2 separate regions of the Oryctolagus cuniculus genome follow, and region 2 is linked to region 1. Evidence: chromatin contacts called from public Hi-C data. All regions are on one chromosome and are shown on one strand. Each heading gives the region's core, a stretch centred on a gene start, on an enhancer-like site or on the middle of the called end of the contact. The rest is flanking DNA. Distances are from core to core; before and after follow the strand shown. Region 1 holds the start of ZCCHC2 (zinc finger CCHC-type containing 2). Region 2 has its middle 67 kb from the start of ZCCHC2.

The links. Hi-C and Micro-C count contacts between places; a contact is called where the count stands out from the background.
Region 2: a Hi-C map of psoas muscle shows a contact between it and region 1, with 2.4 times the contacts expected there. The contact joins the enhancer-like site here to the promoter of ZCCHC2 in region 1. A contact is called at or near these places in 4 of 6 Hi-C or Micro-C datasets (embryonic fibroblasts, liver, psoas muscle and 1 more).

Annotation. Positions count from the first base shown.
Region 1 is chr10:16,051,439-16,056,892 of mOryCun1.1, reverse strand. It overlaps ZCCHC2 (zinc finger CCHC-type containing 2), which reads left to right and starts at 3,306. Exons shown (of 11, transcript XM_070050075.1): 1 at 3,306-4,399. The coding sequence starts at 3,428.
Region 2 is chr10:16,118,073-16,123,526 of mOryCun1.1, reverse strand. No RefSeq gene overlaps it. Among named protein-coding and RNA genes, the nearest start is that of ZCCHC2, 67 kb to the right of the region's middle. Within about 2 kb of position 2,201, at least 4 of the 8 cell types and tissues checked have an H3K27ac peak or open chromatin away from gene starts, as enhancers often do.

The DNA.
Region 1 (5,454 bases), core at 2,057-4,556:
GGGAAGCAGACAGGGAGGTATAATGGTAGAGAGAGAAACTTGCCAACGTTCACAAAGACTAACCGAACGAATTCTTGGGATAGCATGGGTTGCGGCCTCAGGATATCACCTGAGGTAGAATCCAATGATCTGAGTATCCCTTTTATGGAGCTGGTATTATCAGTCTGTCCTGAACCATCGAATTATCTGTGGTTTGAGTGAAATTTCTTGCCATAACTCAGTTGCCAAAGAGCAGGCTGCACTAGTCACTGGCTAATGTGGTAATCCAAAGGAAAACTTTAACTTGAAACCAGTGTTCTGGTTATATTTTACATATGTAGACAGTTGTATCAATACCATCTTTCATTAAATAAAATTTCATTTTTAATTAAAACAGTATATTGAATGTGCATTAAATACCATCCAGGGACAAAGATGTTTTTCACACTATCCACACACTCACAATTACCACAGTTTAACCCTTTGAGGCTCGTCTGATTTGATCACACAGGGAATACCTCAATACAGGGGATCTGAAGAAGGCATTCTCAACAGATAGGCTGGAGGAGAATACCTGTCTAGGCAGTCTTAATTGGAATTATGAGGGGCAGCTATTTGGGATCATGGTTAAGATATTGTAAGGACACCTACATCCCAGCTGCTCTCTCAATCTCAGCTTCCTGTGAATGCATGCCTTGGGAAGCACCACATGGGGTCCCTGCCACCCATGTGGAAGACCTGGACTGAGTTCCTGGCTCCTGCATTTGGTCTGACCCGACCCAGCCCAGCTGTTGTGGGCGTTTGGGGGAGTGAACCAGTGGATGGCAGCTCTCTCTCTCTCTCTTGACTCTCAAGAAAAAGTTAATAAAATATAAAAAGGTAAATGACTAAGAAGAAGTATCAGGGCAGTTTTTCTAACACATACACCTCACCCTGGAATTTCCAATGGCCCTTGTCTTAGGCAGAAATGCATCACTCTCACTTTTGATAGGGCGGAAGAAACACTGAAGCCTGGTTAAAGAGCTGCCTCGAAGACAGAAAGTCCTGAAACAACCCACGGAGGGGATAGAGAGCAAACTGCCCAACTGATGAGAACCCGAATCATTAAACCACTGTACATATTATTTATGTGTACAAGTTTTTATTATTGCATTTAAAATTTATTTTTGTTTGAAAGATGGAGAGAGAGAGAGAGATCCTCCCTCTACTGGTTGCTTCCCCAAAAGCCAAAGCCAAGAGCCGAAACCCAGTCTCAAGTGGGTGGCAGGGACCCAACTACTTGAGCAGCCATCTGCTGCCTCCCAGGGTGCACACCGGCAGGAAGCTGGAACCAGGAGCGCAGCTAGGACTTGAGCTCAGGCATTCCAGCATGGCCCGCAGGCCTTTGAACTGGTGTGCCAAGTGCCTGCTGCAATCACTGCATTTTGAATGTTGGCCAAAGTTAAAAGGACAAAAGTCATCATTATTGATTGCAAATCTGCTTTTGATATAAAATTCATGGGTTGAGTATTGTGGAATGTTCATACCAAATGGCTTCTTGTTGCCAAGGAAAATGGGGAAAAAGAAAGAGAGGTAAAGCATTGGCTCCACAAAACAAAGCACCCCTGTGTAGACAGGCGGCTACCTGGACCTGTGCACACCGAGCATGGTAGGTGTGCTTACTGGTTGCCCAAAGTAGTCCACCTAAAGCTTTAGAAATGTAGAAATGGGAAGACCACAGCAAAAGAGTTTAGGGCCGTGGAGGTTGACAGCAGGAAGGGGCAGCATCATGAGTAAGTCTTCCAATGCCTTCTCAATGGTAAATTACACCCAAAGAATACAGGGGAGTGACCAGTCACATGCAACATGGCATTCGTGTATTTTACCAAACCAAAATGTGAACAGAATTCTCCATCTGCCCTTTTTATTGCTGATACGGATTTAGGATTCACTTCAGGTTTTTTTTTTTTTTCCGAATTATAATTCTCTGCGGGCATCAAATTGTGAGATACATAGAAGGTTCAGCACGTGCTGAACACATGTCTGAACACCCTGGGAAAGAGTCCTGTTTTCCTATGCACTCCCACTCTATTACTGTAGGACTTAACTTACATTAATTTTTAAAAACCCACCTTTTCTGTTAACCTTCAAAAAACCCCGCTTTGTTTTAAAAAAAAAAAAATATATATATATATATATATATATATATATATATAAAAGCAACAGTGCAAGAGCCAGACATTTTTTGGGGGGTCTTTAAACAACTTAAAAAAAAAAAGTTTGAAGCCTGTCAAGGTGGTAGCTTATTAAACCTGAAGTAACAGGCAATTTGCAACCGGAACAAGGATTCCAAACGTTCGTTATTTCGCAGAGATGATCCCCCAAAGATGAAGGCGTTAGGGGGGCTTTTCCCGAAACACTCGCGGGTAGTTTTCCAAGAGCGAACCGTTAGGCCGGGACCCGCCGTCCGCGCGTTCTCGCCGCACCTGCGGGCCGCGTGCCCACCTGCGCCCCCACAGCCGCGACCGCTGCCCCGGGCGCGCGCTCCTCCGGGCGACCTTCCGAAGTTTTACCGGGTAGGAGCCGCCTGGCGGACCTCCGGAAGGCCCACCCGCGGCGCGGGACCTGAAGGAGCGCAGCCCGAGGTCAGGGCCCGCACTTCGGCGACGTCGCCGCTCCCCGACACCGTCGCGCAGGCGGCCAGGACGGCGCGGGCCCAGGTGCGGCGGCCCACGCCACGACCGGCAGAGCAGAGGAGGCCAGCAGTCAGAGCCCAGCCGGCGCCCGGCGAAAGGCCACCTCGCCGGCTTCCCGCCTCTCCCCGGGGGCCCGCTCACCTCGCCGCCGCCACCCCACGAGCCCAGCCCGCGCGTCCTCCCAGCTCGTGAGGGAGCCCAGACCTCTAGGACCGCGAGGAAGCCCCACAGAGGGAGGCGGCCGGGCAGCAGTTGGGCGTGGCCTCCCTGCGAGAGGCGGTCCCTGGGGGCGGGGAGGGCTACGTAACCGTCAGCTCCGGGCGCTGATAGGCTGAGGCGCGGTGCGCGGAACCGCCAGCCTCTCCGCCCCGCCGGGCCGCTCCTCCTCCTCCTCTCGCAGCCGCTCGGTCCTCACCGGCTCGTGAGGAAACCGCTCAGGAGCCGCCGCCCCAGCCCGGTGCGGACGACTGAGAGAGGGAGGCGGAAGGAGGACTCGCTCGCTCACTCGCTCTCACCCGCACCCGAGCTCCCGGAGCCGGCGCGGAGCCCAGGGGGAGGAGCCGCCGCGGGCACGCCCCGCCTCCGGCCCGGGAAGACGACGCCAGCGACCCCGCCGGCCGGCCGCCGCCCCCCTCGCCGGCCGAGACCCACCCCCGGCCCCGGCCCCGGCCCTCCCCCGGCGGCATGGAGGGGCCCCGCTCCTGACGGCCGCGCCGCCGCCTCGGCCCCTCCCGCCCGCCCCCGCTCGCATGTCCGCGCCGCCCTAGCCGAGGATGCTGAGGATGAAGCTGCCGCTGAAGCCGACGCACCCAACGGAGCCGCCGCCCGGGGCGGAGGAGCCTGAGGCGGACGCGCGGCCGGGCGCGAAGGCACCGCCGCGCCGCCGCCGCGACTGCCGCCCGCCGCCGCCGCCGCCTGCCGCGGGCCCACCGCGGGGCCCCCCGCCGCCGCCACCGCCGCCGCCGCCACCGCCACCGCCGCCGCCGCCGCCGCCCCGGGGGCTCGGGCCGCCTGTTGCTGGCGGCTCGGCGGTGGCGGGGACGGGCATGCCGGGCGGCGGCGGGGGGCCGGCGGCGGCGCTGCGCGAGCAGGAGCGGGTGTACGAGTGGTTCGGGCTGGTGCTGGGCTCGGCGCAGCGCCTGGAGTTCATGTGCGGGCTGCTGGACCTGTGCAACCCGCTGGAGCTGCGCTTCCTCGGCTCGTGCCTGGAGGACCTGGCGCGCAAGGACTACCACTACCTGCGCGACTCGGAGGCCAAGGCCAACGGCCTCTCGGACCCGGGGCCGCTGGCCGACTTCCGAGAGCCCGCCGTGCGCTCGCGCCTCATCGTCTACCTGGCGCTGCTGGGCTCGGAGAACCGGGAGGCCGCCGGCCGTCTGCACCGCCTGCTGCCCCAAGTGGACTCGGTGCTCAAGAGCCTGCGCACCGCCCGGGGCGAGGGCTCGCGGGGCGGCGCGGAGGACGAGCCCCGCGGGGCGGACGGCGACGGGGAGCAGGACGCCGACAAGGACGGCTCTGGCCCGGAAGGCGGCGGCGGCGCCGAGTCCCGGTCCGGTGGCGGGCTCGGCCTCAGGGCCCAGGAGGAACTGCTGCTGCTCTTTACCATGGCTTCGCTGCACCCGGCTTTCTCCTTCCACCAGCGGGTCACCCTGCGGGAGCACCTGGAGAGACTCCGCACCGCGCTCCGCGGCGGCCCGGACGAGGCGGAGGTGGAGCCGTGCAACTTTGCCGGCTCCAGGACCCAGGTAAGCGCGCTCCGGGCCGGGCGGCGGGCTCGGCCCGGCTTCGGGGCCCTGGACGACCCGTGCTGCTCTTCACCATGGCTTCGCCTCCGCCGCCTTGCTGGTTTCCCCAGCGACTCGTGGTGCGGGCCGTGCCTCGGCGGCCTCGCTCTCGGACGCCCCCGGGCCGAGCTGCAGCCCCGCACAGGTGGCTCGGAATCCCTGGCCCCGGAGTACTCCTCTCGGGTTTGCTGGGCCACCCAGTTCTCCCCCCCCCCCCCCCCCCCGCCCCGGCGGTGCACACACCGCCACCCGCCATCACAGAAGGCTCTAGAAGTCTTCCGGGCCGGAGTTGCCATGGAGGACTGGGGGCTCCCAGCTCGGGGGCCCCTCTCGGAGGAAGGGTCTCGGGACGTGCTGGGCTCTGAGCATCTCTTGGCACCAGGTGCGGACGCCCAGGAGGCTCTGGGCAAGGCGCAGCCTCGCCCCGGCAGAGCCTTGGCCTTGCGGCGCACCGGCTCTGCCTCGCCCTGGTCCCCCACGTGTGCCGAGCCGAGGGGGTCGTGTTCGGAGAACTTGTGCTCCCTGGAGAAATCTGCCGTGCAGACCCGGGAATCGAGTTGAGGGGAGTGGTGAAGCGGGCAGTCTGGGTGAGGAAAGCCCTTCAGGGCGGCCTGGTCGCGCCCTCCTGCGCTGGCTGTGGGGTTTGGTGTATGCCTGCAGATGGGGGTGGGGGTGTCTGTTGGGCCCTGCTGCTGTAGGCAGTGATGCTCTCTCCAAGGGCTTCGGACACCCCGGAACGCGGTAGAATCCAGACGAGCCACTTGTCGCAGACATTAAATAGAGGCGATGAATTTTTATAGTCACGAAAGCAAACGAGTAATAAATGGCCGAGGCCCTGAAGGCCCTTGGGAGGCGACAGCTGAGCGGAGAAGCGGGCAGCCTGTTTGAGCGGGTTCCTTGTCGTGGCCCGGTGGTGTTGAAAGGTGCCGATTCGGATGCCTCGCTTTCCACCTAGGTGATGCCGGGATGCTGCAGTGGGAGAGGGATTCTCCCCTTCCTCGTGCGGCGCCTCTTCG
Region 2 (5,454 bases), core at 952-3,451, 68 kb before region 1:
CACTGCTGTCACTGTTTAGCATGGTCCTGCAATAAGAGGGCGGGATTTAGTAGGAAGTTCAATGCATTGAGCATCACATTGTTTGATTGTGGCTTGGCCAGTGACCTCCAGGAGCTCCTGGCGAAGGCATGAAAGAATAGCCTAGTACACCATGAGTGGAGAGCCAGGTAGGTACAGGAGCTGTGAGGGTGCTTGCGAGATGCATTTTACAAGTAAATTCTAAGTTGAATCCGCAGCCACCGGGTGCAGGTGAGCTCCTCCAGGGTGACTGAGCTCTTGTTCATCTTCTGTGACCCTACAGAGCCTCTCCAACTGGTGCCCATATGGGATGTTGGTGCCTCAGGCCAGGGCACCCACTGCACCATAGCGCCGGTCCCCCAGGTCTTTTTTTTTTTTTTTTTTTAAGATTTATTTTATTTATTTGAAAGGCAGAGTTGCAGAGAGCAAGAAGTAGAAAGAGATGGTGAGCACTGTGTGACAGTGCTCCTACCACTGATTCATTCTCCAAATGCCTGCAGTGGCCAGGGCTGGGCCAGGTTGGAGCTGGGAGCGGAAACTCAGTCCACGTCTCCCAAGTGGGTGGGAACCAGTACCTGCGCTTCCCAGGATGCACGTTAGCAGGCAGCTGGAATCAGGAAGTGGAGTCAGGACTCAGACCTAAGCCCTCCGATACGGGATGTGAGCATCTCAAACCACGTCTTCAATGATAAGCCAAGGGGCCAGCGCTGTGGCATAATGGATAAAGCCACCGCCTGCCGTGCCGGCATCCCTTATGGGCGCCAGTTTGGGTCCCGGCTGCTCTGATTCCAATCCAGCTCTCTGCTAATGGCCTAGGAAAGCAGTGGAGGATGGCCCAAATCTTTGGGCCCCTGCACCCACATGGGAGACCTGGAAGAAGCTCCTGGCTCCTGGCTTCAGATCAGCACATTACCGGCCGTTGCAGCTAACTGGGGAGTGAACTAGCAGATGGAAGACCTCTTTCTCTTTCTCTCTCTCCCTCTCCTCTCTCTGTGTAACTCTGACTTTCAAATAAATAAATAAATCTTAAAAAAAATGATAAGCCAAATGCTTGCTTCACTATGAACTTTTTTAAAACAAAGATTGATTTATTTATTTGAAAGTCAGAGTTACACAGAGAAGGAGATGCAGAGAGATAAAGAGATATTCCATCCTCTGGTTCACTCTCCAATTGGCCGCAACGGCCAGAGTCGCACAGGTCTGAAGCCAGGAGCCAGGAGCTTCCTCTGGGTCTTCCCAGGTGGGTGGCAGGGGCCCAAGAACATGGGCCATCTTCTGCTGCTCTTCCAAGCACATAAACAGGGAGCCAGATCAAAGTGGAGCAGCCAGGACTCAACCCAGCGCCCGTATGGGATGCTGGTGTCACGGGCGATGGCTTTACCGGCTACACCACAACGCCAGCCCCATTGCTTTACATTTTGAGTCTAGGTATTACCGGAGGGAGCGGGGACTAATTTTGTTGTTCATTTTCTTGCCGAGTCTCACCCATCATGGCTTGCAGCTTTTCCATGTTCCTTGATTCTGAACTCATTTCATTGATCTGAATTTGTGGGGACCTCGAGGGCCTCAGAGCAGGAAGCTTTTGTCCAGCGAGGACTTGGGTTTGCTTAGGCTGAGGACCAGAGGAGGCTGTCCCAGCCGGGGGCGGGATTCTCCACTCCCGCGCCCCTCCCCCGTTGCCTCCCGCGATGAATGCAGTGCTGTGGGCGCAGCCTCGCCCACCCAGCACCTCGGAGCCGGTGCCAGCCGCGGTTTGCCGTGGCTGGGCCGGCGTCCCGGAGGCCTGTTTGTTTGTGCTAGTATTCATTACCGATTGGCTCTCCTCCAGCTGCCGCCAGGACACGGTTATTTATATCAAGTCGGAGAAGCCCGGGAGAGCTTTGCCGTGATAACTCACATCCTCCGAATGCCTGTCGTCCCAGAGGACTTTACACGTGGTGTCCTCGCAGGAAGCCCTTCCCTGCTGACCCGGGGACTCCTGGCTTCCCTGGGAAGTGGCAGCTGCTGGCCCTCTGCTTGGCTGATAAGGACTGTGCATGCAGATTGGCTGCCCTGGCCCGCAAAACACGCAGGGGACCTTGCCCGGAGAGGTCGTGACAGCTGAGTCACAGAGCCCTGCGTCTCGATGGCCGTGCTGGGCGACAGAGGAGGGACTGCCGGGAGAAGAGCCAGGGCGCGGGGTCACTGCTCGGAAGTGACCCGCGGTCCCGCTGCCGGCGGCTCCGTGAGCGCTGCAGCTCGCAGGCTGATGTGGCGTCGCCCCCTCGGAGTGACTTCCTGTCATCAGGGTCGCCTTTGGGTTATCCTTCACGGCTCTCACTTTCTCACTCCATACGGCTGGGTTCTGGTGTTCTGGCCCCGGTGTAACTCAGTTAACAAATCAGCAGGCACAGGGGTCCGTCAAGAAATGAGACCAGCTCCGGGGGAACTCCGGCTGGGCTGGGAGAGGGTCGATAATCGTCTTATATGAAATCGAACAAATTATTGGCACGTTTATCCTCTTGTCGGGGCTTGCTACGAGAGCATCAGACGCGTGATTTGGGAAAAGGGGCCAAAGAGAAAATTGGCGGCTCCCCTGGCCAATTTTGTGCTGAAAATAAGTTTGCAAATCAAATTTACTTATTCATTGCACTATCAAATGACTGGGCAGAGCAGCGGCTGCCGGAAGTCTGAAGCCTCTCCCCATCCTGTAGCAGCAGCTTCAGCCAGGGGAATATCAACATTGCACTCCCCGGCCAGTGTGCAAAGGCACTGGGTGAAGTGAGGTGGCCAGCGTGGGCGGCAAGTTGCAGAACCGTGGTTTTGAAACACCCACGGTGCCTGGATTCCAGGCCCTGAAGATGGAAGGCTAATCAGTGCTCTCCGTACATCCGGAGTTATCCCGCGGCCGACCCCTAAGAGCGCTGCTGCCGACGGTGGCTTTCGCCTAAATGCAGCACCTGCCAGTGTCTTGTGGTGGGGGAAGGGCTTCCCTTGGCTGCAGAAGGCTCCTGTCTCACTGCCCCGAGGCCCGTCGGAAGCAATACTGCACACGCTGGCTGTGGTGCTATCTCTGTTTCTGAGGACGGTAAGACAGGAAGCAGTCTGGGAGCTTCTCAGACTCCGCAGAGAAATGGTCCTGGGAGAGCAGCAGCTCCTGCCCCGGAGCAAGCGGGATCCCTCGCGTGGAGCCTGCTTTTCTTCACAGGTCAACATTTGAAGGCACATGTTTATTTGATTTTTTATTATGATATTAAAAATCAGACATTTTTAACAAGTCAAAACCTTTGCAATCTGTCATTCCTGTTTCTTGTGCTCAAGCTTTCGATGCCCCACTTCTCTTCTCAGTGACCGGCCATTGACCTTGCTTCCTCTTTCCTAGACAAGAAAATAGAAGGCATCGGAACTTCTTGGCAGTCCCATCCCCCATCCTTGCGCTTCCCCCACGCAGGACTGCTTCCCCTCCACACACACGTCCTGCCCGCTCCCACCCTCCTGGGAAACACGGCTCCTGTGATTATCTGCTCTCTCCTCTGCACTGGGCGACTCCCGTGAGTGTACAACCATGCCGTCAGATTTCCCTCCTTAAACACCACTACGCGGGGCACCGGCATCCCTTGTCAGAGTGCCCGCAGCCAAGTCCTGACTGCACTTGCAGTCCAGCTTCCTGCTAATGGGCCTCTGGGAGGCAGAGGTCATGGCTCAAGTACTTGGGTCCCTGCCACCCAATGGGGAGCCCTGAATGGAGTTCTTGGCTCCTGGTTTCAGCCTGCCCCACTCTGGGTGTTACGAGCATGTAGGGAGTGAACTAGCGGATGGAAGATTCTCTCTCTCCTCCTCTCCTCCTCTCCCTCTCTGTAGCTCTGCCTTTCCAATAAATAAACAACCCTCTTTTTTATTTTTTTTTTTTTTGACAGGCAGAGTTAGTGAGAGAGAGAGACAGAGAGAAAGGTCTTCCTTCTGCTGGTTCACCGCCCCAAATGTCCACTACGGCCGGCGCGCTGTGCTGATCTGAGCCAGAAGCCAGGTGCTTCCTCCTGGTCTCCCATGCGGGTGCAGGGCCCAAGCACTTGGGCCATCCTCCACTGCACTCCTGGGCCACAGCAGAGAGCTGGATTGGAAGAGGGGCAACCAGGACAGAATCTGGCGCCCATATGGCACCTCAGGCAGAGGATTAGCCAAGTGAGCCACGGTGCTGGCCCCAAATAACCTGGACAAGAGCTCCTGGAACAGGGAAGAGACCCAAAAGCACCTCACTGAATTGGCCTGATGCAGAAACCAGTGGCCAGTGCCACCCAGGACACCCCCACTGATTGGCACTGGTGACCTTACTGAGGACAGTGACAGTGGTTTCACTGGTGTAGGGAGAACAAACGGCGGGTTTGGGTTCTGCAGATTGCAGAAGGATGACCGAAGTATGCTTACAGGAGTTAAAACTCCTGAAATGCAATGTGGTGTGTTGCTTAGGGCTACATACATACGCGGCAAAGCATACAGAAATGCAGGCTGCTTCATCAAGTTCATGGGGGGTGGGCATTAAAGGTAAGTTTATTTTGGTGCAAGAACATTTGGAATCTATGCATATGAGGTCTGCAAAAAGTTCATGGGAGATGCATCTTGGGAAAAAACTATGCATGGAGTTCAAGAATGATTTTTTTGCACAAAATAAAATTATCTTCTAATTCTGTTTTCCTTAAGCTTTTTGAAGTACTGTTCTACATGGGAACGATGAACTGTAAGGTAGAACAATTGTTTCCGAGGCCAGGGGCGTGAAGGTGGAAGAGGAGCATGTACAGAGAGAGCACAGGACCCGCACATGGGAAGGTTTTATTTCACGAGCTGGGTTGTGGATGCACCTTTTTTGCATTGTAAAAAATCTTTTTTAGAGTAAAAAATGAATGCAACGAATTCATAGAGCGAGTCAGCTGGAGAAGTTTGCCAGGTCGCTCAGGGGAGTCTGGATCCTGCGAACGCTGGCTTTTCCAGAAGTGGCCTCGAGATCAACCTGGACTCTGATTCGGTCCGCATTTCCACCGACACGGCCCAGTTTCCTGGCTCGTGAAATAATGATCCTGTGACGCTAAGTGCCTGTGTCCTGAAGCTTTTATTCATGGTCTGCTGGGAGGACGTGTGAGCCGTTCTCAGCTTTGTTCATTTCATCCCCTTCCTGTTAGGGGTTGCGTTTATTTAGGGGAAAAAAAAAAGATAGTTAAGTTCTGGCAGTGCTTTCTCTCTTCTGGGTTCTTGACCTTAAATTCACTGGCTTCTCCAGCAGCAGTAAGAAAAGAACAAAAACATTTGAATAAAAGGGGGATTCAGCTATTGTGGGCATAGTGATGTAAAAAATACGGGACGGTTGGTGCTATATCCCCTCCAAACCAGGGCATCTGTACACTGGGCAGCTGTGGGACACACAGGAGCCCTCACTGGGATGCTGAAAGATTTGCAGGTGATTAG